Linked DNA regions of Arachis hypogaea: region 2 is linked to region 1. Evidence: chromatin contacts called from public Hi-C data. All regions are on one chromosome and are shown on one strand. Each heading gives the region's core, a stretch centred on a gene start, on an enhancer-like site or on the middle of the called end of the contact. The rest is flanking DNA. Distances are from core to core; before and after follow the strand shown. Region 1 overlaps LOC112789939 (protein MICRORCHIDIA 6). Region 2 holds the start of LOC112789942 (putative multidrug resistance protein).

Region 1 (6,292 bases), core at 3,614-6,113:
TTCTACATTTTTCCTTTCATCCGTGACTATTGGCTGGAAGTTGTTAGATTAAAATTATTTCATTAATAATACTATGTATATTATGGAAATGATTTTTTTTTCTAAATTTATTTTTTGTTTTCTAGTAATGCTAAAAGTAAACTTTGGAGATTGTTCCTCTCAATTAGCTTAAATTTTGTAAAAGAGATTAAATTGTCTCTGCACAGTTTTATCAGAAAAGGAAATAAAAGCTGTTTGAGTAATTTTATTAGAAAAGAGAATGTATAGAAGTGGATTCACATCCTCACATATATCCAGAAAAATATGGTTGACCAGCAAGGGAATAAAGCATGCAACAATGCTTGTACCCATATGAAGTAATTTGTTTGACAAATTAGTTTGTTTCCTAATGCTGATTGTATTTCTGATACAAACATGCTCCACGAACACCAAAAACAGGTTCCAGAATAGACGAACCCTGATATAATAGAATAATCAAATCTATCATAGAAGAATAATCAAATGTTTTTATAGCAACGTTATCAATTTTTTTTCATAAGCACCAAATACGTATGGTTGGCTGATTGACAGTTGATTATTGGTCTACATGTAGTATGTTTGTTTTTGATAGTTAGTAACATTTTCTTGTATTCTTGTTCTCTAATTCTTAATGATATTCTGTTTCTCCTCTCAAAATATGAGCATGTTCTTATTCAGTTCAAATATTCTTCATTCTGACAGTTTAATGACGTTGGATCTCATGGTACTAAAGTCATTATCTACAACTTGTGGCTCAATGATGATGGGAACTTGGAGCTAGATTTTGATACGGATCCCGAGGTGATATGTCCTTTTTGTTTCTGCTGTACTGACTGTTTTGGAATTTTGCTTTGATTGCTTAACAAGGGGGCTTCTATTCATATGCAGGATATACGAATTGCTGGGGATGTAAGGAAGATTGACACAATTCCTGCCTGGCGGGAAGCAAATGAGAAACATATTGCTCATCGGTTCCGTTTCTGTTTACGTGTATGCTGGACTTTGAAATTATTCTTATGCTTGTGTGGCCATGTAAAAGGGTGAATTTATTGGTCTAATATTCTCATGTTTTGCAGGTTTATATGTCAATATTGTACTTGCGGATACCAGAAACTTTTCATATGTTTTTGAGAGGCATAGTTGTGCAGCCACATAACATTGCTGATGATCTTAAATATCCTGAATTTATCTTGTATAAACCACAAGTTGGTGGAACCGTGGAGGTTATTATCTTACTTTTGACTGTCTTAATATTATTTGAGGGATAAAAGTTATCTTAATATTAAATACAAAACTAATAGAAAGTTAAGGGAAATGAAAGGTCTCAGCTAAATTTAAAACTTATGAATGGTAATTTCAATTACAACATACTGTTTCAATTTACTCAACTTTTTTTTATAATTTAATTTCTTTTTTGGGGCTCAATGTGTAGGCAACAGTTGTGACAACAGTTGGATTCCTTAAGGAAGCTCCTCGAGTCATTATGCACGGTTTCAATGTATATCACAAAAGTCGGCTAATACTGGTAAATTATCGCCCTAAATGTTATAACAGTGGTTGTTAACCATTCTATGGTGTTAAACAGTTAATGATTTTCTTATAGTGCATAAGAGCTAAATAACATCATATTTTATTATTATTAACTTGTATTTATAGTTAAGGAAACAAGGGAAAAAGTACTTTGAGCAGTACACAAAAAGCATTAAGATTAAGTCTTCAATATTCGTAGTGTAGCTGAATACAGTTATAGCTATGTGCATGATATAATGGAAATGGAAGATCAATACACAATTTTTTTAACTTATTAGTTGTATATTGATTCAACCTAAAATTAACACTGTTAACATGCTGTACACTTTTCAAAGGGCATGAGTTTCTTTCCCTTAATACTAGTGTGTGTAATGTGGTGCTTACTCAGTTACTCCAAATTGTTTCACATTTGTTCATATACTTCTCTGTTGTGATTTCCTTATGGAATCTTTTACCAATTCTTTTATGAATGTTGGATATGTTGTGCTAACTCGCTGAACTAATTTTTGGAGTTAGCCTCCATGGTTTGGGGTGAAATAAAATAGGCTAGATGTTGGTTATTTGCTATCTGGTCCACAAATGGTCCTAGCTTTCATTTTACTAAAACTCCTATTTTTAAAAATAGATCAATTTTATCATGACAAAAATTTGGCTGCTGCTATATGGAGACTAATGTAGAAATTAGAAATTACAAGTCATGTCATGTCATGCTCTTCATTGTTGTCTTTTGTCTTTCTCTTTTGAATAAATTCTTATGTAGGTTCATTGACAAATCATGCCAGTTTGTAGCATATAGTTATTATCTAGCTTTTCTCTTCTCTCTCTAATACAATTGCTACTTTTCAATATCAGCCATTTTGGCAGGTTGTGAACTATTTAGACAGTAGAGGCAGAGGAGTTGTTGGTAAGTAAAACATCTCCATGCGGTGTCAAGTTCTTTTCAATTATCGAGACACACCGAGTCGTCATAATATGCTACATAATAAATTATGTTGATCTTGTATTAGGTATCCTGCAAGCGGATTTTGTTGAGCCAACTCATAATAAGCAAGATTTTGAGAAAACTTCTTTGTTTCAAAAGCTTGAAGCACGGTTGAAGGAAATGACATGGGAATACTGGTAGTGTTTATGCTTGTGTTAAAATTCATGATTATCCAGGAAAATAACAGAGTAAATAGTAACTATGTAAAATGCTAATACTAGTTTTAACGATTTTTAAGCATTGATATCTGAGATGACTAGGACTCTTAAAATTTATGTAGGGACGTGCATTGTAGATTGCTCGGGTATCGCGAAAAATATCCAGTTCCTAAAGCGAAACAAGCCGAACTCAATAGAAGTTCCTACTCTGTTGATGCTAAAGCAGCAAATGAAAATGCTGAACTACGCAAGAGAACCATGCGAAACACATCTGAGCAAGGTAACTGCTTATGTGATAATCAAGATTCTGCGTCACTATCTTAATGTAATCTAATTTGTATATCCTGACTTGGTTCAGGATCTAATAACAAGAGGAAGATATATGAATCGGTAGACCTCCATAATTCGAAAAAGCATGCAAAGGAAGAGAATATTAAAGGTGTTGGCTTATCTCAGAATATGCAGGTCGGTAGTAACTTCGTTTGTTATGTTGAAATTGGTCCATCTTGTTCATATGTATATGATATGTATTTATTGAAAACCATATTCCTCCAATTTTGATAACTTCAGTATTCTGATGGCAACTTCTGCCTGTGTGTTTGATGGTAGGTTATTCCGTCTCCTGCGGAGCAGATGCTAGACCAAGAGACCTTAATATTATTGGAAGAAAACCAGAAACTACGGACAAAGTGAGTATACTTCTGTTTCGTGTTTACCACAACAGCAACGGTCTTGATCGCGTGGGATGCTGTTGCTCAGCAACTTAGATTTTCTTGATTCTTGATCAATTCTTGCAGTCCAATACAACCTCCATTCTATTTTTATCCCATTTTTTCAATTTGATTTTCACAATGGAGTTTTAATATAGTTATATATTGATATGCTTTTAAATCTTTACCCTGCAGATGTTTGGAATCTGAAAAGATACAAGAAGAACTTAATCTTAAGGTAATCTGCACTGTCTAATTTTATTCATAATATATACTATTATCCTTGAAGGAGAGCCTTAGAGCAATGGTCGAGTTGTCTCTGTGTGACTTCAAGGTTACATGTTCAAGCCCTGGAACCTAGTCTTTATGTCCATTGTCTCGATATCTCTATATTTGTAACTTATATCCCAAGATACTTACTAAACACAGTTGCCTGATGCAATTGAAGTTTGTTAAATTAGATATTCTCTATTAACTGCATAGAATGAAGTAGTTCAGTTGTTTTGGCTTCTGTGACCTACGAAAAAAATGGTTTATGATTTTACAGGTAACAGATCTTAGAAGTAAAATAGAAGAAGCCAGAGGGCAGCATAATCTACTATTGGCTCAACTACAACTGCTAGATGTGAAAGATTAGTACTACTTGTAGTAGTAGTTGTAGGTGTAGCTGTAACAATTGGCAGTGCTCAAATTCTTTTATTTGTACTAGTGTTGTACCATATGTATAGTTTCACTTTCACACGCTAGGTAGGTGTGTAGCTAGCCAATTTTGGTTTTTGGAGGGGCATAGTGGTCAATGCTGTAAGCTAGTTTGGTTTATATGCCTTGGTTAGTCTTCATTTCAAGGTTTGTAACATCAGGGGTTTTTTGGTAAGTTAAGAAATTTAGCCACAAAAGCTTAAGATTTTTCTCTTCTGTATACATGTAACATGATAAACCATTATTTGTGAAATGAGCAAGGCAATCTTTTCGTCTCTCTATGGTCTTCTTTAATATTTGAACAAATATTTATTGACTTGAGCCAACGTAAAGATGAATGGAATGAAATTTCATGAAATATGGAAATAATTTAATATTTTAACAATATTTTTCTTAAATAAAAGATAATTTTGTAAATACAGTTATACTATTAAATTTTATATTTGTGGATATGTAAAATATACTTTAATTATTTAATTATTTTTTATAATTTTATTAAATTTATAGTTAGGTATTTATATTTTTTTTTCTTTTTAATTGGCTTTATATATTGTTTTTAATTTTGTAATTAGGTTCTTTTCGTATAAAACAAATAAACTAGCCCGCTTTCTAAAAAAGCCCACAACATCAATGGATCATTTTAGAAGTGACCAAAAAACATTTGGCTTAGTTTGCCCAATTTGTTCGGGCCACGGGATCTCTAAATAATGTTTGACTTGACTTGCATGGCAACTAAAGCCCAGTCAGGTCATTAGAAACCCTCTACAGCTCAGTCACTACTCTAATATGCGATAACTCAGAAACCCTCTACAGCTCAGTCACTACTCTAATATGCGATAACTCTCTTAATATCAAAGTAACTATCCACCATCACAAGATGGGAAGATATGGGGCTGAGGCTAGGTTACTACCCTATTTCTATAAATACTCATTTAACTCATGTATTTTTTTAATTTCAATTTACTTGAACTTACCTAAAACTCTTGCTAAATTAAAAATCGAAGTCTTTTACAGATTTCTTATTTGGTGAATAAGTTGGAATATTCGTCAAATGGAGTCTGAACCTTTCGTCTAGGTCCACATCCAATTGGTTCAAAGTAACCATACAGAATATTGTCGTTGTTGTCGGGGACTTAAAAGTCTACACCAACCATGGCACATGTTCATCTAGAAGATGGACGTATATCGCCAGATTCAGACTCCCATAGCGGAGGTCATCTCGATAATGATAGAGCACCCTTTATATCCAAAATTCGAAAAGATGGAAGGATGCTGAGGAGGAAAGAGACAAAGCGGACCTAGGAGGACGAAGGATAGATTCCCAAATTCACACCCCTGAAGGAACAGGGAATAGAAACGCAACGGAGATAATGGTATTGGTTCATGGTCATCAAGGCTGTTTGGAATAGCTGGAGGTCGAGTTAGAGTGACATCTTGAGTCTAAATGACTCCTTCAGAGAGAATTACGAAGTTGTAGAAAGCTTGAATAAAAATTGAAGAGGTTCGAATTCGACCTCAAAGGCTAAAGACGTCGTGAAGATCGTAATTCAACTTGTTTAGGAACTGAAGATCCCTTTTCGGAAGATATCATGCTTGCTAGAGGTGGGTATACGGGCCAGCCCGATCCGTTTAACCTAGACCACAACTGGCTAAATATAAACGGACCGAACTGAATCAGCTCGCAGTATATAGCCAGCATGATATCTTCCAAAAAGGGATCTTCAGTTCCCAAAGGAGTTGAACTACGATTATATATGGATTGCTTTGAGAGAGGCCCGTGTCTGCACTGCATTGATCCACAGTTTTGCGGGCTAGCCAAAATCACAAATTATTTTCTCTGTCACTTTTTTTTTTGCATTGCTATTATCAAATTCATGAGGTAGGACTAAAAAATTGACAAGGAAATGGCCATAAAAAAGACATAAATCTTGCATAGCAATAAATTGATATTTATGTCAATTTTAAGTCTAAATAAAGAATTAAAAAATAAATACTAAGGTGAAAAAAATAAGTTTTAAATGGATTATTAACTTTTAGCCCATATAAATATATTTTTGTTAATATTATATATATCTAAAGTGGGCTAATGGGTTGGCCTGCTAAACTGCGGGTTCAACCCATTTAACCCATGAGTTAAATGGTATGGATTGAAAAACCCATTAAAATTGGATAAAAAAAATTACGGATTTAAATGA
Region 2 (6,461 bases), core at 2,518-5,017, 110 kb after region 1:
CTTTGGTAGACTTTGTTGAGCTTCCTGACACCTGTCAAGGTCTTTACTATTGCAACATGTTAAGTGGTGTCATTAGAGGAGCCTTAGAGATGGTAAGCTTCTAGTACTATTGCAAGTTAGCAACATCTGAAATGATTTAACATATTAGGCCTACATACCTGAACTTCCATATTCATCAATGTTTATTTTTTTCATCAGTTTTTCTTCTCATTTTCAACTACTGAGAAACTAGCAAAGTGCTTTTTTATGGTTGATGCCGCTTTCTGCTGTTGGCTCCTGAAATAATTTGAGCGATTTAATCATTAAGCAGTTTATTTGTGTGTGGAAATGGGCAGTTTTTAAATCAATTTTTGTCACAAGCTGCCAGTGTCATTTCTCTTCTTTATAAATAATTTTTCCCCAGATACTTGTCATGTACTCAATCTAATTATCTACCATAATTTTTCTTATCATGTTCTGTTTCTTGTGATATTTGGAATCTTTAAAGGTGATTTCTACTTCATATGCTTCATTTCTTTTTCCTTTGTTCGTTGTCATGTCTGATGGTTTCTATGCTTGCCCATGTTCAGGTGTCAATGAAGACTGAGGTCACTTGGATCCGCGATGTGCTTCGAGGTGATGATGTGTTTGAGTTGCAGGTAAAACTTCTCAAGCAGGTCCCCGAGGAGTATCCATACAAGGATGATGAGTGACATTTGTTCTGTAATGTTGTATACTCAAGGTTTTTGTTTCATATTTTCCCAAGTTAGATTATCATCTATCTATCCACCTAATGCTGTGTGTATTATTGTATTTTGATGAAACTTTACAAATACAATAGAAAATATGACTGATTAGATTAACTGAAATTGACATTGACAGAGTACTGCAATCTATCCTTAATTACTTATATCTGAGAGATCCTATACTTGAAAAATAGTTCTTATTTTCTTCTTCATTTTTTATTGCCATTTGCTTGATGCAGATGCTTCATGCTTAAGAAAATAAAGATTAGCAAACATCTTTTTAAGGACACATGAACTCGTCCCAGGTTAGTGATACACAACACGTCTTAATTTATCAAGCCTACATAAATATTCTCAGGAGAGAGGTCAAAGTCATGTTTATAAGGAGATTAGTGTCCTATTTTATAAAATACTATCGAATAATATAAAAAAAATAAAAAAATATTATATAACTTAAATTATAAAAAGACTTTAGTGCCCGTTTTGTCTGGTTGTCAGTGGTAATTTGTCATTTTGATTCGTAGCATTTTGAGGTTTTTGAGAAAAATGTTTACTGAAAGTATAAAAGTGCAACCATAGAGATAAATCAACTTAAATTTTAGGAGAACCAATGATTGTTTAATTACATTAGCTCAAGCCACAAGGGTAATACAAATTTTCTTTAATGGTCTTTTACAACCTGTATTTATATTGTAGGAGTTTAAAATTTCTATCTTAATAATCATTTAAAATTAAAAATAATTTTATAAGATAAGTGTTTTTTTGGAAGCTGTTTTATACTTTTTGAAGGAGGGAGCTTTCTACTATGGTGAAAGTATCTTTGGATGCTTAAAGGACCATGGTTGGTAATGAAAATGGCGATACTGTTGGGGATCTCTCGTAAATATGGATTTCTAAACTTGTTATCATATGAATTATGAACCCAATTTTTATCACAAGCACCCAAAGTTTGGTAACGTGGATAACAAATTACACCTTTACACGCAAAATTTTGTCTGCACAAATCGATAATTTTTATTACTTGTATGGATCATTGAGTCTGAGCAATCTCTTTCTTTCTTTTTAAAAAAAGTCATACTATGATCTAATGTTTTTTTAATAAATCAATAAAGAAATATAAGTCTACCATATAATTATAGTGGTATTTTAGTTTTTTTTTTAATTTAATTTATAATTTCTAATATAATTAAATAACCTTTATTATAAAAAATATTTTGGTCTAATTCTAAAAATATTTTAGTTTAAAGGTTAAGTATAATTGTATAAGGGTTTTTTTTTTAAATATTGTATAAGGGTTTAGTATTTTTAATATTAGATTAAAATTTTTAATTTCTGATATAATCAAACAAATTTAATTAATCCTATAGGATCATGCTAACAATTAAAGAGTATTTTAGTACTTTAAATATTAATTACAAGAATATTTTTGTCTTTTTAAAATTATATCGGGTTTTCAATTTTTAATACAATCAACGAGGGCATTTTTGAACTACAAAGACATTTTTTTCTCTTTAAAATTAATGTAAAAAAAAGTTGGTTAGTCTCTTAAAATGAATTCTGCACAAATTTTAGTCTTTTATAATAAAATTCAAATACTAACTTCTAATACAATTACTTGCTTAAACCTCAAGTATTAATTTTAGATATTAATGTTTAGAGTTTAATTTTGATGCACTAACAGTGTAAAGCGTTTTACACAGTCGTGCAGTCGTTACGTAATTGAATGCATGTGTAAAACTACTTTATACTGATAGTGCATTAAAATTAAGTTATAATTTTTAATACAATTAATTTCTAATCCAAATTAATAGTAGGAGACTAGGAGGAGAAGATGCATAATTTAAAAGATTCAACTAGAGATTCAACTAGGAGCTCGCCACTAAAGGTTAAAAAGAAAAAAGAAGTTAAAGGTATTTGGTTCAACTTTATTAAAAATATTTTTTTTTTGGTTTCTCACACTATTACCTAATCAGATAGGTTAACTGGTCAAGGACTAATTGTGGTGGTCTGAGCTCCATTTAAAGATTTGTCATTGGCCAATGAGTTATTACATGCACAAGACAGGATTTGAACTCTCGACACTTATTTAAACAGTCGAGTGAGCTGACTACTTGATGAACCAAGTTGGTTGATTACAAATATTATGTAATCACTCATTATTTTTGTTTTTCAATCATATATTATCTTTACCTCATTGATAATAGTAATTGAATATTAGCTTTATTATCTGAACAAAAGTGACATATACACGAGACTGGGTTATATATTAACTTTTACAAGAAAGAGTCAAAATTAATTTACTTTACATTAGATAGATTAACTTTGTATACAGACAAATTTCTCTCACTAACTTGGTAAAAATCTCCCAGATTGACATATTAGAAGATCATGCAAAAATATTTTTATGTTGAAAATATTAAATTAAACTGATTTTATTTTTATGATATATTTATTTTCTCTGTCCAACAAGACTTGCTGTGGATGCCAATGATAACCGAACCATAGTAACCTCAGAACAAAATGACACATTCTACACCAAAACTAAATAAATAAATAAATAATGAAAACCAGATCCTTCTGTGTAGCTTAAAGGTTAAATAGAAAGCTTATGCATCCATCATCACAAATATTTAAAAAGTGAGAAGTCTATGCTAAGCGGAATAAAGTGCAAATTCAAATTCTTATTGTACTGAACGAACATATATACCAGACAATATACTAAATAATAATCCAGAATTAAACTTCGCCTATGACCAAATCAAGTTGATGCAACAAAGATTGTCTCAATCTCTCACAGGCTTTTCTTGTTAGGTGTGGCCGGCAGCAATACACATTATAAACTGCCAGGTTAGATAATTACAATTCGGTTCCTTAATCCTTACAAGTGGCAAAAACTATAAAAAAAAAAAAAATCAGAGATTGAAGTAACTATCCATGACAAAATATGACACTTACATTACTGATTAAAGAATTTAATTTTGATATGATACATTGTCATCTAATAAAGATTTATTATATTAATAACTTTTGAAATAACAATTAGTCGACTCAAACAGTATAATTTTATTTATATGACAATATTTATTTTACACTGATTTATTTTATTATTATACATGTATATTAATTTATATTGATATGGAATGAAGCCGTACTGATTGAGAATTAACAAAAAAAAGAAAGATAAAATTATGTTTGAATCCCTAATGTGACTTTGGCCCTACATAATACATGATAATACAAATTAAAACGCCTTAGAAATATCGAATGATTATTGCCTTCCTAAGTTGGCAAAACATTTTTTACTAGTTTCAATTGGCCACACTCATTATCTGACAGTTAACAAAGGAATCATTCTCTGCAAGTCTATATAACCTGAAGATGACAAAATACAAAAGAGCCCATGGAATAAAATTAATGCATCTGGCTAAATTAACTATGTCTAGAACCACGATATTAAACAACCAACCATACAAAGTTACACAGACAATGTATCAATATCATGGTAATTAAAAAATGACATGAATATTTTATATTTGAAGAGTTTAACAGCTTTTTCTTTTCTTTGTTGAAGAATTATATAATTGATGTATAGATTCATTTTTTATCTTGTACAAAAATCAACTTTCATTTAGAGGAATAAAGTAATAAGATCAAATTCTAAACTTATTGGCGAAAAATTTCTAATATCTTGTTAAATCATTTTCATGAGAAAGTTAAATTGTTATGTATATAGGCACAAAAATGATTATAGTTAAAATAAAATAACTAAATTTTGAATAAAATATATTTGCCCGGCGGCCATTTTCACTCTATGTCCATGTTTTATCAAACGGCCTTGTTTCTAAAATGACAACAACAAGAGCCATTTGTTAGTCCATACTCATCTATTTAACTAAGAATCTGACCAAGCATATATAAATCTTTTTCAAGTATATATTTTAGTGCATTAGTGACATATGTAGCTTAATAAATCTCTAGTAGAGGGGGAAAAAAATAAAAAATAGGGTATATATCTTTCATTTCATTCTCTCCAAAGAGAGCATCAAGTGAAGGTAGCAATAATGGGGAACAATAGCATGTTTCGTTATGCCGATGGTGTGGACAAGTTGTTAATGTTGTTTGGGACCATCGGAAGCATTGGTGATGGATTGCAGAACCCTCTTATGATGTATATTCTTAGTGATGTTATCAATGCTTATGGAGACAAGAATACCAAATTGGGTATGCATGATGTGAACAAGGTGAGAGCTTGTTCATTTAAATTTAAATAATCTATATATAATTATTCTCTTTTGCCATACATATATTTAAATCTTTATGTGATATGCTTCATCTATTCTAATGTAATATGCACCTTTTTAGGAAATTGCTTTTTGTTAATCTCTTAGCATTTATTCAATTTAGAACTTACATTTTTCTTGTGAGAAATTCAAGAAACAATTTTTTTTTTCATTAGCTCTTCATTGATCTAAAAAAAAAAAGAATTTCAGCATAAGGCTTTCTTCTATCAGTTTAAGTATGTGGGACAAATAATTTTATGACAGATATAAAACAATTTATATATCTTTGTTCAATAGCATGAAATATTGATGTAGAGAAATCACGATATAGTATTAAAATTTTATACGAAAAAGTAGAGTTTATTTTTCTTATCCTTTATTCCGAAAATTTTGATTTTTAGGAATATGATTAGGCAACAACTTTTGATATTTCCTGACTTCGCCTTATTATTTATTTGTTTTAATTTCAGTATGCATTGAGGCTTTTATTAGTTGCAATTGGTGTTGGACTTTCAGCTTTTGTAGGTAAGCTGCATAATTCAGAATTCACAGTTACCTTGATTTTGCAAAGCATAATTCAATTTGGAAGTTAAAGATAATAATTCCAGCTATCTATTTTGCTTTATGCGACTGCAGAAGGAATGTGTTGGGCAAGAACTGCAGAGAGACAGGCTTCAAGAATGAGAATGGAATATTTGAAATCAGTGCTGAGACAAGAAATTGGATTCTTTGATAGCCAGACAGCTGGTACTTCAACAACTTACCAAGTTGTCTCACTCATCTCCTCGGATGCCAATACCATCCAAGTTGCCTTGTGTGAGAAGGTTTCACTATTAACTTCTGATCTATTATGCTTTCCCCAAACTAAACTTGCTTTCTCTGCTATTTTTATCATCACATATATTTAAAGTCAACCCTCAATCGTTTCTTAACAAAAAGTATGAAAACAGATTTATTTTTCCATATTTGAAAAAAAAATGATAAATTCATCTTTCATTATTTAAAAATTTATACATGTAGAGAAGGATTAATAATATGTCTCCTTTTTTTTTTATAAAACAAAAGATTAAAGGATAAATAAATCTTTGACTATTATTCATAAAGATATATAAGTATCTAACTAAAATTAAATATTTATAGGTCCTTTACATAGTAAAAATAAAATACGACATAAATTCTTTTTTGAAATATATAAATTCTTTGATTAGTCAACAAAAAGATCTATGTATCTTAACTTTTTTTTAATGATTTGGGACCTATAAATATTTAATTTTAGTTAAAAATTTATGTCTCCTTACAAAAAAATGGTTAGAGATTTGTTAGTTTAGAATCCTTTCAATAGATATTTTCCAAGAGTTTGAAAAGAAATTTCCTTTATTTTTATTCTTTATGCATACACTAATTTAGAACTTTGTGTGTGTGTGTGTGTAGATACCAGACTGCTTGACATACATGT

What was found. A called contact is a pair of places that touch in the nucleus more often than the background predicts.
Region 2: a Hi-C map of leaf shows a contact between it and region 1, with 4 times the contacts expected there. The contact joins the promoter of LOC112789942 here to the enhancer-like site in region 1. A contact is called at or near these places in 3 of 8 Hi-C or Micro-C datasets (leaf and an unstated tissue).

The regions. Positions count from the first base shown.
Region 1 is chr3:25,082,873-25,089,164 of arahy.Tifrunner.gnm2.J5K5, forward strand. LOC112789939 (protein MICRORCHIDIA 6) reads left to right here. Exons shown (of 19, transcript XM_025832119.3): 9 at 721-819; 10 at 907-1,008; 11 at 1,095-1,241; 12 at 1,451-1,543; 13 at 2,401-2,452; 14 at 2,556-2,667; 15 at 2,811-2,968; 16 at 3,047-3,153; 17 at 3,298-3,377; 18 at 3,594-3,636; 19 at 3,946-4,372. The coding sequence ends at 4,035. Among protein-coding and RNA genes, the nearest start is that of LOC112789939, 17 kb to the left of the region's middle. Within about 2 kb of position 4,864, at least 2 of the 3 cell types and tissues checked have open chromatin away from gene starts, as enhancers often do.
Region 2 is chr3:25,191,373-25,197,833 of arahy.Tifrunner.gnm2.J5K5, forward strand. LOC112789942 (putative multidrug resistance protein) reads left to right here and starts at 3,768. Exons shown (of 7, transcript XM_025832121.3): 1 at 3,768-4,966; 2 at 5,476-5,530; 3 at 5,642-5,829; 4 at 6,437-6,461. The coding sequence starts at 4,787. It overlaps LOC112789943, which reads left to right. Exons shown (of 7, transcript XR_011879645.1): 4 at 1-92; 5 at 570-721; 6 at 965-1,030; 7 at 3,537-3,752.